Linked DNA regions of Mus musculus: region 2 is linked to region 1. Evidence: chromatin contacts called from public Hi-C data. All regions are on one chromosome and are shown on one strand. The core of a region is the stretch at or near the end of the contact, and the rest is flanking DNA. Distances in the headings are between cores, read along the strand shown.

Region 1 (6,231 bases), core at 692-3,191:
CCGAGGCTCCCCTCACTTTTCCTGAGCAATCCCCTCCTCTACTGCTAGACTCTTTCCCTTTCAGGACCTCGACCCCCTGCCGTTCCCACAGCTCGATCCCTCCCTCCCTCCCCCATCCCTTTATCAGGTATCTGCTCAAAGGTCACCTGTCCAGTGAGGTCTACTTCCACCAGCCTGTTAAGAACTGCCTCAGAGGCGTTGGAGTTGCAGCTTAGCTCCATTCGATATGGAGGCTGACTGGGTTTATATATAATGATCTCTCTCTCTCTCTCTCTCTCTCTCTCTCTCTCTCTCTCTCTCGGGAGGGGGTAAGAGCATCTGGAATCTACTCAGTCCCAATCCTGTTAGATACTGCCCCAGCTCTCTGGCATTTATATCTCATATCTAACCATATCTCTATTTCTTTTACCTTACGCTGCCCCATTTCCTGCCCCTCTTCCACTCCCATGCATCTGCCTTGCATACATATGTGCATGTTTGTATGTGTGCAAACATGGGTATTCCCTGGGGACACTGTCCACTTTTTAAATATTATTATTGCTATTATTATTATTATTATTATTATTTGGGAGGGGTGTTTGGGTGTCATGGCGCCTCTGCACAGTTCAGAGGACATCTCTTGGGGTGGGTTCTCTCCTCCTACCCTGGGATCTAGAGACCAAACTCAGGCTATGGATGGCAAGCACTTTTCTAATCTTTGAAACAGAGCCTCTCCCAGCCATGGGAGCACTCACTTGACTGGCAAGGATCGACCTGCCTCTGTCTCCTCAGTGCTGGTGTTACAAGCTGGGGCCCCCATGCCAGTACAGGGGTTGCAGGGATCAAGCTTGCATTCGCTAGGCAAGCACATTTCCCAATGATGTCAAGTCCTCAGCTGGTCCCTGTAACATCCCACAGACATAAAATCACCTAGTCCTTTTGCAATGAACATTTCTAAGTTTTCTTTTTTTTTAAAATTTTATTTATTTATTTATTTATTTTACATTTTTTTAAAGTTTTCATTTTTTAAGTAAGCTAATTCATTCACCCACTGGCCAAAGATAAAGGGAGCCCTCTTTAGGCGCCAGCCAGAAGAAACTGTAAAACCAACCTGGGGCTCAAGGCCTCATGTTCTAGTGGCAAGATTCACCAATAACCAAGAAATAGAGTCACTGGTGTGCCTGCCACTTAGACAAGGGCCAAGGGAGAAACAGAAGGGCAGCAGGCACTAGGAAGCAGGGTTCTTGTGCTATCGTTTTGAGGCAGGGCCTCTTGTAGTCCTGGCTAATCTGGAGCTGGCTATCAGCCACGATGACCTTAAACTCTGGACTCTGCTGCCTCTACTTCTCTAGTACTGAGATTAAGGGTGTGTGCCACCATCCCTGGCAATTTTAAATTGTTCTTGAGAATTAATATACAGTGGTTTTGGTACCACCCGTCGGTGTCTATGAAGAACATTTAGTTCTCAGTAATTCTCCCGCATCACTACGGGGACGAAAGACGATTCTGCCTTACTGCTCTGTTTTACACCAAACATCCTAGCCAGGGACAGAGCCTTATGATTCCTAAGGATGTAGGTCTGCTGACCCAGCAGCTCAGATCATAGCAGCACTGGTCCCTCCCAGGCTCCTCCCAGGCCCCTCCTCAGTAAGATAAAATAACTCAGCAAAGACATCAAGTCAGTAAAAAAAAATTTTTTTTATACTATACACATTCCATGTGGTCAGGACAGTGCCAGTCGCTTCCACCCCTACTGGGTCTGTCCTGGACCACTGAGATCTTGCCCAGCTCCCCGCTGAGATCTGAGGAAAGACGGGACTCAGGCCTGACCCATTGGCTTTGCCATCAAAGGGGCAGCGGTCTCTGCCCTGGGGTCAAGGCTCTGCGCACAGCAGTGTTTACCAAAGATCTCACTGACGCACGGGGGCGGGAGAAGAGGATGTTCTCTGTCACTGTAGGTGTCATGGGCAAGGGCCACTCTGTTCCTCTCTGCGAGGTCAGGGTGGATCTGCAGCTCTGGCCTCAGTACGGGTAAGGCGACACTGCGATTAGCAGGATGTAGACGCTCTGGTGGCGGGGTGCCGCTGCGCGCACAGTCAAGCGGTAGAGCCCGGCGCGGGTGAGCGCTCTGCGGGTGTAGACCGCGCCTTGTCCAGCGCGTAGCTGGCGGAGAGCGAAGGGGCTGCGTGGGTCGGGCTCCAGCACGGTGAGCTCCGTGCGGTTGGCAGGGATGCCAGCCTCGGAGAAGGCGGCCAGGCGGGCCACGTCGTGGTGGGCGCGCACGCCGAGGGGCAGCGGCAGCAGGCGGTACTGCAGTGTAGACGGGCCGCTGGCGCTGCAGTCCTGAGAGCAGCGGCGGAAGCAGGTCCTGAGGGTGACACAGACAAGCTCGTTGGGCCGCCATCCGGTGCACCCCCAGCTCATCCCCAAGCTCCCCAAATACCTTGCCTGCATATGCCCCTGTTAGTTCATTTCAGAGATCCACAAACTGAGGCCCAGAGAAGCCAAACAGAGGTTTTCCTCCCCTTTAGCATGTCTTCCCCCCGCCCCCCACCTCTTTTCCTTTCCTTGCCCAAAGCCCAGGGTAGCTCAGCAAACACACAACACGATAAAACTCAGACGCTTAGGTTCACTGAGAGGGGCCTAGAAGTGAGGAGCCTAGGGACTGAGTCATATGTCTGCACTCCCAGGGGCAGGAGAGGTTCAAAGACTCTTGTTCAGCCTTGTCAGAGTCTCCCCCACCGCCTGCTTCACTCCCCTTTGTAAGGTCTGGTCCAGAAGCCTTCCCTAGGTCCTGAGGTCCTGGTGCCTCTTAATGAACATAGTGTGCTGAGTCCTGGAGTTTGTGAGAGTTCCCCAATTCCTATGTTTGGAGGTGCTTTCTGTCTGAGGTTATGTTTGTACAGGGGAGGGGTGTCCCAGAGAGCACACACCATGTAGTGGCATGGAGCCAAGTTTGTCCCTGCTTGGGTACAGGTGTCCCAGGTGTCCCAGCACGTAGCTCTGGCCCAGGATGTCTGGCAGGGCAACTTCCCCTTGCCTTGAGGTGCCTTCCTGAATGTGTGTGTGTGTGTGTGTGTGTGTGTGTGTGTGTGTGTGTGTGGGTGTGTGTGTGTGTGTGTGTGGGTGTCCAGGCATGGGCAAGCTGGAGAAAAAGCCCTGTACTCATGTGCCCGCCCCTGTACCTCCGACAGCTTGGCCCCTCCTTACCCGGGGCTGGAGCCCTGCCGGTAGGTGGTAGGACAGGGCGTGTCTACACACTGGAAGCTGCCTCGGGTGTTGAAGCACATCTGGCCAGGCCCACACTCGATGCCATCTTCCTCACACTCGTTGATGTCTGGGCGGTAGGGTGCGGTAGGAGATGGGAAGATAGAACAGGGGAGAGGGAGACCAGAGGAGGCCGTGTGAAAGAGACCAGCTTTCTGAGGCAGAGCCCCAAGGAGAGACCCTCCCCAACACCTCTCCATCTCCCAGGGGCATGTCTTGGAGGGGATGGCTTGGAGGGACTTCCTCCTATCATGGGTAAGGTTCAGATGGAATAGCCCAGGGACACACAGCAGAACTTGTGTGTCCCTAATCCTGGGAGAGGTGTGGATTGGCTCTGGCTGGCTCACCCTGGCAGTTCTTCCCGCTGGGAAGGAGGCGGTAGCCAGAGGGGCACAGGCAATAGTAGCTACCCTCTGTGTTTTGGCAGGCATGCTGACACAGGCTCCTAACACGGCACTCATCAAGGTCTGGTCCAGGTGGGGACAGAGGGCAGAGAGATGCTGAGTCAGATTGCCGGATGGCCATGTGCTCTGAGACCGGTCAGGGAAGCTCTCTGCTCCAGGCAACCCCTCCCCTGCCTGCTTCACCCAGGCCTGCTGCAGGAGGAGTCTCTGGCTGGTGAAGAGTGGGAGCCATCACCAAGGCAAGAACAGGGGCCACTCTACTGACAGAGTCCATCCCCTCTGCAGCCAGCCCAGCTTCCACAGGGTCCACAGGTTACAGACCTGTACCCTCTGCTCCTACAGTCCCTCTTTATAGCTTTGTGCCTAACTGGAATATTCTTTCACAGCCCCGCAAACTTCCCTCCCTCAAGAGCAGTGTTTCTTAATGGAGTGGGGGGCAGGAGGTTCCTCAGGCATCATTTTAGGAGGGCCTCCTAAAAACATCCCAAAGACAAACGGTTTGAATATCACCCCAGTCTCTCTCTTGGGATCCCCTTTGTCCATCCGCACAGCCACAGTGCTGCCCCTCACTTGCAGAATTTCCCCTGCCTCCACCCCACTTTGCCCGTGAGTGCTGGGTTTCTGAGTTTGCCCAGATCCACGCCCAGCCTAAGAGCCCAGGACCACAGTGTGTGTGCCTAAGGCCTGCCTTACCTGCACACACGCCATCCTGCCTTATGAAGCCAGGTGGGCACCAGGCCCGGCCCACACTATTCAGGGCCCCAGAACCAGGCCGGAGGGAGACCCAGGTGTGGTAGGAACTACTGGGCCTGGGTACCCGAGACCGCAGCCAGGGCCCAAATGGGCTCCGGTGGCTGACAATGGTAATGTTTTGACGGTTCCGTTCCAGGGGGATACAGGTCCTGCCATCCCGTAGGAGAGTCTGGCCTGGTGGGCACAGGCATCGGTAGCTGCCCTGGAGGTTCTGACACTGGTAGACACAGGGTGTGGGCAGCTGTAGGCACTCGTTGATGTCTATAGAGGGAGAGCGGCAGGGTGTGAGGAGGGTAGGTGCTCTGTGGCCTGCAGGTGCTCCAGCTGCCCTTTGGCTTCTTTTTCTTTTTACTTTGAGGCAGTCTTGCTTGGAATGTGCCTCTGTCTCCTGAATACTGAAATGAGAGCTGTGTCCCTCTATGCCTGGCTCAGCTGCCTCTCCCTGTCATCCTCCCAGAATTCAATGCCTTATACACTATACACAGGGTTTCCCTTCAAGCTGGCCTCATGAGGATTCTGGTACCTGCATAGTCTCTGACCCTAGGTCTGCAGTTAGGGCCTAACTCCCAGGCGGTGGAGTCCCAATCCTTAGTGACAGTCATTCATTCTACCCCATACCTCTCCTGCCTTGGTTGTCACCTCCTCCCCTTCTGACATCCACAGAAGTGCCCTGTGCAGGATCTAGTGAGAGGTCTTGGCTACTGCTTTAGTCATTTTCAGAATCTCCAGACCATAAACACTCCTTGTCCTGAGCCAGAGCTGAGTGAGACCCAGGGCCCAGAGGGGGTTCTGCTGTCCCCTTTACCTAGGCAAGGCAGGCTGTGACCCTGTTGGCGGTACCCTCTGGGACAACCACAGTGGTGGCCACCTGGAGTGTTCTCACAGAGTTGATTGTAGTGACACTCATCCAGCTGTTCTAGACATTCATCCACATCTGGGGAGGCAGCGGTGTGGTCACAGGCATGGTCATGGAAGAGGTTCAGCCCAGAGGCCTCCTCTGAGGACAGCCCCTCCCCCTCCACAGTAAGGCTATGTCTGTTTCCTTTTCTTTCCTTTTCTTTCCTTTTCTTTTCTTTTCTTTTCTTTTCTTTTCTTTCTTTCTTTCTTTCTTTTTTTAGTTTTTCGAGACAGGGTTTCTCTGGGTAGCCTTTGCAATCCTGGAACTCACTTTGTAGACCAGGCTGGCCTCAAACTCAGAAATCTGCCTGCCTCTGCCTCCAGAGTGCTGGGATTAAAGGTGTGTGCCACCACGCCTGTCTCCTGACTCCTTTTCTAACCACGGCTGTACAAGGCTGCACACTGCTACTTTACAACCTCAATTTTTGAGAACCATGCAAGGTTAGAAGGCAACAGGGTCCAGACTCCAAAGAAAAGAAGGGACTTAGAATGTGGGTTCCAGCGGGTAGGCAACACTCCTTTTACACAAGTTCCTCGTGTGTAAGAAAAGGCCTATTGGTGAGGGGTCAGATGTGTGCAGGGTTTAAGGACCTGGGATATAGGAAGAGATGAAGGTAGGAATGTAGGAAGGAAGAAGGGGAGGGAGGAAGGGAGGAAAGGAAGAAGGAAGGAGGAAGGAGGAAAGAGGAAAGAGGAGGGAGGAGGGAAGAGGGAGGAGGGAAGAGGGAGGAGGGAAGAGGGAGGAGGTAAAGGTAAAAAGGAGGGAGGCAGGGAAGGGAAAAGAATCTCTTAAGATCCAGAAAGCTCCAGAAACTCATAGACTCACAAATCTTTCCCTTGGGGCTATATAAACAGTAACGTTTGCCAAGGAAGAGGAGGCCCTTCAAGCTGCTGTCCAGGCTGGGGTGGGGCTCCTCCAGGATGCAACTGT
Region 2 (6,341 bases), core at 3,563-6,062, 960 kb before region 1:
TGACTGCCGGGGTAAAGGTTTGTTTGGGCATGGGACTGCAACCCTAGGCAGTGCCTGCTGCCTGGGCTCCAAGAGTTAACTCTGCAAGCAGTGACGTCAGTCCTGATCTTTGCTCTTCTGCTCTTGAGCAACCTGATACTGCCGGCTACTGAGGACTGTGCTTATTGGCTGCTGGCTGCACTTACAGTGGGCGGATTTTTTTTTTTCAATTAAGTAAAAGGGCAGGACTTAAGCAGCCAGTGACAGCAGGGGCCGGTATATCTGGTGCTAGTTTCCTGGGAATACCGGCATTTCCCACTCTTGACTTCTGCTAGTACTTGCTCCTGGCGGTGGCTGAGCAACCGGTCTCACCAGCATGCTCTGCCTGTGCCTGTATGTGCCCATCGCCGGGGCGGCTCAGACTGAGTTCCAGTACTTTGAGTCCAAGGGGCTTCCTGCCGAGCTGAAATCCATCTTCAAACTCAGTGTCTTTATCCCCTCTCAAGAGTTCTCCACATACCGCCAATGGAAGCAGGTCTGTATGCTGAGTGGGTGCCATGAGAGGCAGGCAGGGACTGGTTTTGAGTGGAGAGATGAATGGTACCTAGGCATGACTTCCTGGCCTAGAGAAAAGAATGTCTGAAATGTAGGTGTTTCCCCAGCCCTTTGTGGCTGTAGCCAGCAGTTGTACGTCACTGTCATGGGAATGGCTGGGTTTTGTGTAATTTCCTGGGCTGGGAGGGAAGGCACTTGTGGGAGATGGAATCTCTAGATAGGAGATTGGTACAGATGCAGGCCCCTAAAATGTACAGGATGTCATAGAGTCCTGGACTGTCTCACTGCTGTGGGACGTTTGTTCTTGTGACTCCAGGGCAGAGTGTAGAGGCACTCTGGGAAAGAGAGGCTAGGGCGGTCTTCACTCTTAGACTTTCAAGTGCTTAGGTACCCCAGGAAACAGGATGCCAACGGTGAGCCTGGCCCTTTTCTGATGAGAAACTGAACCTGGCTTTGGGGTTTACTTTGATGCACTAAATTTCATGCTGTCCCCAGTGCTGGTGTGTGGTTTTGTGCATCTCAGAATGGAGACACATAGAATGGAGTTGGAGTGGCTGTAAAGGGGGAAAAAGCAAGTCTTCTTTCCCCCTCCCTGCTTTTTAAAACAATGTCTCTATGTATCTCTGGCTGGCCTGGTACTCAAAGAGATCTACCTTTCTCTGACTCCCTAGTGTTGGAATTAAAGCCATGTGCCACCACAGTTGGCATTTCTTCAGACAAGGTCTTGGTGTGTAGACCAGGATGACCTCAAACTCTCAGATGTCCTCCTGCCTCAGCCTCTCTAGTGCTGGGATTATAGTGTGCATCACCATCCCCACAGATACAGGACTAACTGTTAGAGAATATTTTTAAATAGGGTACAGTATGCACAGTTGTGGGTGGTCTGTGTCATGTGGCATTACCCCAGAATAGAGTACTTTGATGGTAGATAGCCTAGGGACAAAAGATAAGAGTTCTGTGTGCCTCCTTCCTGAATGGCATATAGACTTTTCCCTTCTACTTGACATCTGGGGTGGTGACCCTTGGCTAAGAGCACAGATGTTGGCAAGAAGTTAATCCCAGTTAGCAGATAAGATGTGTTCAATCTATCCCACATGCCAACCTCAACCCTTCACATGGTTGGCTCCTTGAGATAAATGTCTACTCTCCCCGCAAAAAACCAGTGGCTAAGTAAGAGGGGAAACATGATGACCACATTTGGACTGCAAGCTAGCCCGTGGTCCATCAGTTTCTAAACCCTAGCTTAAAACTCTTTGACCTAGCGTGTTAACTTGAACAGTGAATGGATTTGTCCATGAGAAAACCAAGAAACATTTTCCTTAGGAGATTCTCTGTTTTGGATTTAAAGTGCTCTCCCCAATAAATTAGATAGACAGACAGACGGACAGACCTCAGTAAAGCTTTTGCATACCCCATTCCCCACTGAGTGGAGAAGCTCCAGCTGCTTTGCATGCAGCTGGTGTTACAGCTGCCAGGCAGAGCTCACCTAAGACGGGCGCTGCTGCAGATCAGGGTCTCTTAAAGCCTTGCGTCACTAAACTAGTAAAGCTAACCTGGCTGGCGTTCAGTGCCTGGTTGGGAATCTGGGCTTGGTTAGAGCTGGTATCCCTGAGACCAAGGACCAGAATGGCAGTACCGTCACGCATGAGCTCAAGAATAGTTGCCCTTGGCTCCTCCTGTCTGTCTCACACCCTCCAGAGTGTTCCCTGGCAATGTTTCTGCCAAGTAGGCATTGTCTGAACCTTTACCCTCATCACCAAATTCTTAGTGGGTTAATGCCACACAGGGGATGGAGCAAGTAGCAGGGTTCCTAAGGGACTCTAGATTCCAAGGCTATCCCCAGCTCTCAGCCAGGAGTGCGTCTGTAGGAGAGCCAAGCCGCTGGCTGTGTAACAAGCTGGTCTGGGGAATGTTGGAAAGAGCAAGCACCTGGCTGCCCTGCTGGCCTCTCAAAGCTTTCTCCTAGGAGTATCTCCTCACCAGAGCAAGGTGGGCCTTGCTTGGCTTCTGGATAGCCTATGGGTATATGGGGAGATTGACATGATGCCTAGGATTCCCATGGGCTGATAGAGCCTTAGAGATAGGACATCTTGGGTCATTGTGGAGAACAGTTATTTCCTGTTGTGATAAGAGGCTAGTGAGCAACATCTCAAGTCCTTATTTTGGTTCTCTAGAAAATTGTGCAAGCAGGTGACAAGGACCTTGATGGGCAACTGGACTTTGAAGAGTTTGTACATTACCTCCAAGATCATGAGAAAAAACTGAGGCTGGTGTTCAAGAGTCTGGACAAAAAGAATGATGGTGAGTTTAGCTATAGCTTCTCTGCCGGGCAGGCCTTAGCTTACTGAATGCTGGACCCTGCTAATGGTTCTCGTTGTCACAGGTCGAATCGATGCTCAGGAGATCATGCAGTCCCTGCGGGACCTGGGTGTCAAGATCTCGGAACAGCAGGCGGAGAAGATTCTTAAGAGGTGAGTGAGTGTGGTGAGCTTTGTTCTAGGGGATGCTTTAATGGCTTTTGGACTAATTTGTGTGCTGTTCACTCTTGGCCTGCATCCCTGAAGCTGGCCCTGTGTTTAGGAGGAGGGATAAGAAGCCCCTTCCCATAGTAAGCTTCTCCTGAGGTTGCAGCCCTACTCTCACAGAAGAGTCATAAATCTGGAATTAACCCAATGCCTGCAACCTTTAAAATGATAAGATTAGTTGTGGGCATTTCTCGTTAGTGAGAAGTGTCCCTGAATATTCTCTGCCTGATGGGGAGGGACATGTGTGGTCCTTAACTTAGGTTCTGCTATAGCTTGTTCTTTCCTCTGTAGCCACATATGCTGGCCAGAAAGATGGCTCACTCATGAGCAGAGGGCTGCCGGAAAGCCCTGCAAGTAGAGAACAGTTTGTACCTGGCTGGCCTGAAAGCCGCCTGGTCACAGGGACAGCAACCCCAGGAGCCCAGTCCTGCCCACTTCCTCGTGCTGTGCTGGCCCCTGGTGTCTTTGGGTGTGTGCTTGCTTTACTAACCTGCTCAGCGCATTTATTTGTGTTGTTTCTCCTTTCTCCTTTGCATCCTCCTTTGTCTGTCTGTCAGAATACGGACGGGCCACTTCTGGGGCCCTGTCACCTAGTAAGTATCTGTGTTTTCCCGTGATTCCCTCCCTCCCTGATCAGAATGGGGTTCCTGTGGGCCAGCACATCTCCATTTTATGGAAAATGGGGTATGGAGCCACCTTACTCTTTCTCATGGGCAAGGTGCCTTTGGTGTCCTGGGTGGCTATGGCACCTGCCTCCATCCCATCTAAGTGGTAGGGCACACAACTGGCAGGTGGGTGTGACACGTGCGACTGACCATGCTTCTGCTTACAGCATGGATAAGAATGGCACGATGACCATCGACTGGAACGAGTGGAGGGACTACCACCTCCTGCACCCTGTGGAGAACATCCCGGAGATCATCCTGTACTGGAAGCACTCGACGGTGAGGCACACACCCACTGTCCACTCAGGCAGCCGTCTTTGTCTGGCATCTCTCAGTCCATCCCCATCTAGGCCTGGGGGTGGGGGTGGGGGTGGGGGGTCGGTCTTGATGATACACTGAGATGTTGTCCCTCCTTTGCCAGCCACATGCCCCTCCTCCTCCGATACAGTGACCAGCCTGCACCCTTGACCCTTTGCTGGGTGTACCTTCCTATCCCTGTATGCCTCTGCCCTTCACGGGCCATTTCAAATATCTCCTTTTCCTATGTTGCCGATTCTCCCAGAAGCAGACAGTCTGTCCTCCACGGGATAGGAGAAGAAACCTTGTTACAGATGCCTCCTCTTTCCCTGTGTTTCTTTTTTAGTATCATTTCTCTCTATGGCAAAAATACATGTTTTGGCTGAGACATAGGAGCCCCATGAGTTAAAGGCCAGCCTGGGCTACAGAGTTAGACTCTTGATTTTGGGGGTTTGGTTTTGATAAGCACTCCCTGTAGGGCCTGCATATTGTTTTCACTCTGTTAGCATGATCCACATTCAGACAGATGTGGATCCACAACTAGAAATGTTGGTCTTACTTAAAAGACTTCTGGTGTTCTTGGCTGGGCTACCCCTGCCTTATCCTCTCTGAATCCACAATGCCGGGTCAGGGCTTCTTGGGTGAAAGTAAGTGACTGATTCTAGGGTTCAGACAGCTAGCCTGTCTCTGGCCTGCAGCCCAGAGGTCAGCAGAGCTGGCTGGGACCAGTTCCAGAGAGAAGGTATTACGCAGGCAGCATAGCACCCTGCTTGCTTAGCCTTGCATAACACTCTGTTCTGCTGGCAATCTGGTTCTGTATCAGGTTGCAGGGTTTGTACCCATCTTCCCTGATCCTTGTAGTCTAGCCCTAAAGTCCTTGCGGAAAGTTCCAGGAGCTTCCTTTACAAGGGCAACCCAACAGTGTTGTAATGTTTCCTCGATTGCTACCTGCTCCTTTCTAGACCATGTACAGGTCAAGAGCTGCAGCTACTATCAGGGCAAAGGGAGAGTGGAATGCAGTGACCACGGCCAGGATGTTGTGAGTAAAGTTGGCTATGTCTCTGCTTGTCTCCCCCATAGATCTTCGATGTCGGTGAGAATCTGACAGTCCCAGATGAGTTCACAGTGGAGGAGAGGCAGACGGGGATGTGGTGGAGGCACCTGGTGGCAGGAGGTGGGGCAGGGGCAGTTTCCAGAACCTGCACTGCCCCCCTGGACAGACTGAAGGTGCTCATGCAGGTGAGCAGGAAAGCGAGCAGATTTTTACCCGTGGTTCATTGGAGGCTCAGCTTCCCCTCCCTCCCTCAGCTGGCTCCTTGCTTTAAAACCCGGAACCTCCCACCGCAGCTAATGAAATTGGAGTTAATGCTTCGCAGGCCCCAGTAGATCCCAGCCTAGGTGACCTTTGTGCTTAGCTGGTCTAATTATATCAGAGAAACATAAGCTGCGTATCACCTTACTTGGGCTTGTTACTTGGATTCCGTAAGTGCATCTCAGGATGGATAAGATGCCTCATGGAAGGCAGGGAGAGCAGATCCTTGCATGACCTAGAAGCAGTGCCTTTACCTTGGCTGAGCATGCAACTCCACGTCCTCAGGGCAGAGATAAGCTTGTCTGATGTCAGGGAAGCATTGTGAAATGACCCACATGAGGACACTGGTGGACTTTGATGTCTGTCTGAACAGTGACCAGTTACCCCATTTTGCTTCTGTCTGGCACTTTCGGTGCCAGGAGGCCTACCCAGAAACAGCACATGCCCCAGAACCCCCCTGGACAGACCAAAGGTGCTCGTGCAGGTGAGCAGGAAAGCGAGCAGATTTTTACCCATGATTCATGGGTGGCTCAGCTTCCCCTCCCTCCCTCAGCCGAACCTCCCACCGCAGCTAATGGAATTGGAGTGCTTTGCAGGCACTACCCCACCCCCCTTGGCATAAGTAACTACGTGGGATCTCCCTTTACCTTCCAGAAACAACGATGCAAAAGATGTAGAAAGGCTTAGCCTAGTGTGTGCTGGCCCTTCCTCCCAGCTTCCAGAGCCTCTGAGAAAACAGAAGCATGAACAGTTCCCTCTTACTCCTTTTTTAACAGAGTTCTAGGGATATAGTGAGAGAGAGCAAGAGCTGTCCTCTCTGGGTTGGTGGGGCATGCCTCTAATCCTAGCACTTGGGAAGGATGAAAATCAAGGCCAGCCTGAACTGCATAGTATGAGAGCCTGACAAAAACTAAATAAATACAATAAAACAAAATAATAAAACACCCAGCCATGCTTGCTGAGTCACAGGACATTAAATTGAATTACTTAGAGGAAAGAGCCTCTCTG

The links. Hi-C and Micro-C count contacts between places; a contact is called where the count stands out from the background.
Region 2: a contact with region 1 is called in a Hi-C map of liver, with 2.6 times the contacts expected there. The contact joins two enhancer-like sites. A contact is called at or near these places in 1 of 39 promoter capture datasets (pre-B cells) and 1 of 484 Hi-C or Micro-C datasets (liver).

Annotation. Positions count from the first base shown.
Region 1 is chr2:31,456,166-31,462,396 of GRCm38.p6, reverse strand. Hmcn2 (hemicentin 2) reads right to left here. Exons shown (of 98, transcript NM_001370902.1): 94 at 5,209-5,337; 95 at 4,344-4,664; 96 at 3,594-3,713; 97 at 3,190-3,316; 98 at 1,659-2,347. The coding sequence ends at 2,002. Among named protein-coding and RNA genes, the nearest start is that of Ass1, 11 kb to the left of the region's middle. Within about 2 kb of position 1,941, at least 137 of the 459 cell types and tissues checked have an H3K27ac peak or open chromatin away from gene starts, as enhancers often do. A contact at or near this core is called in liver, where this site is marked.
Region 2 is chr2:32,417,967-32,424,307 of GRCm38.p6, reverse strand. It overlaps Slc25a25 (solute carrier family 25 (mitochondrial carrier, phosphate carrier), member 25), which reads left to right. Exons shown (of 10, transcript NM_001164357.1): 2 at 2,709-2,835; 3 at 2,918-3,005; 4 at 3,892-4,003; 5 at 5,102-5,260. Among named protein-coding and RNA genes, the nearest start is that of Ptges2, 25 kb to the right of the region's middle. Within about 2 kb of position 4,812, at least 44 of the 459 cell types and tissues checked have an H3K27ac peak or open chromatin away from gene starts, as enhancers often do. A contact at or near this core is called in liver, where this site is marked.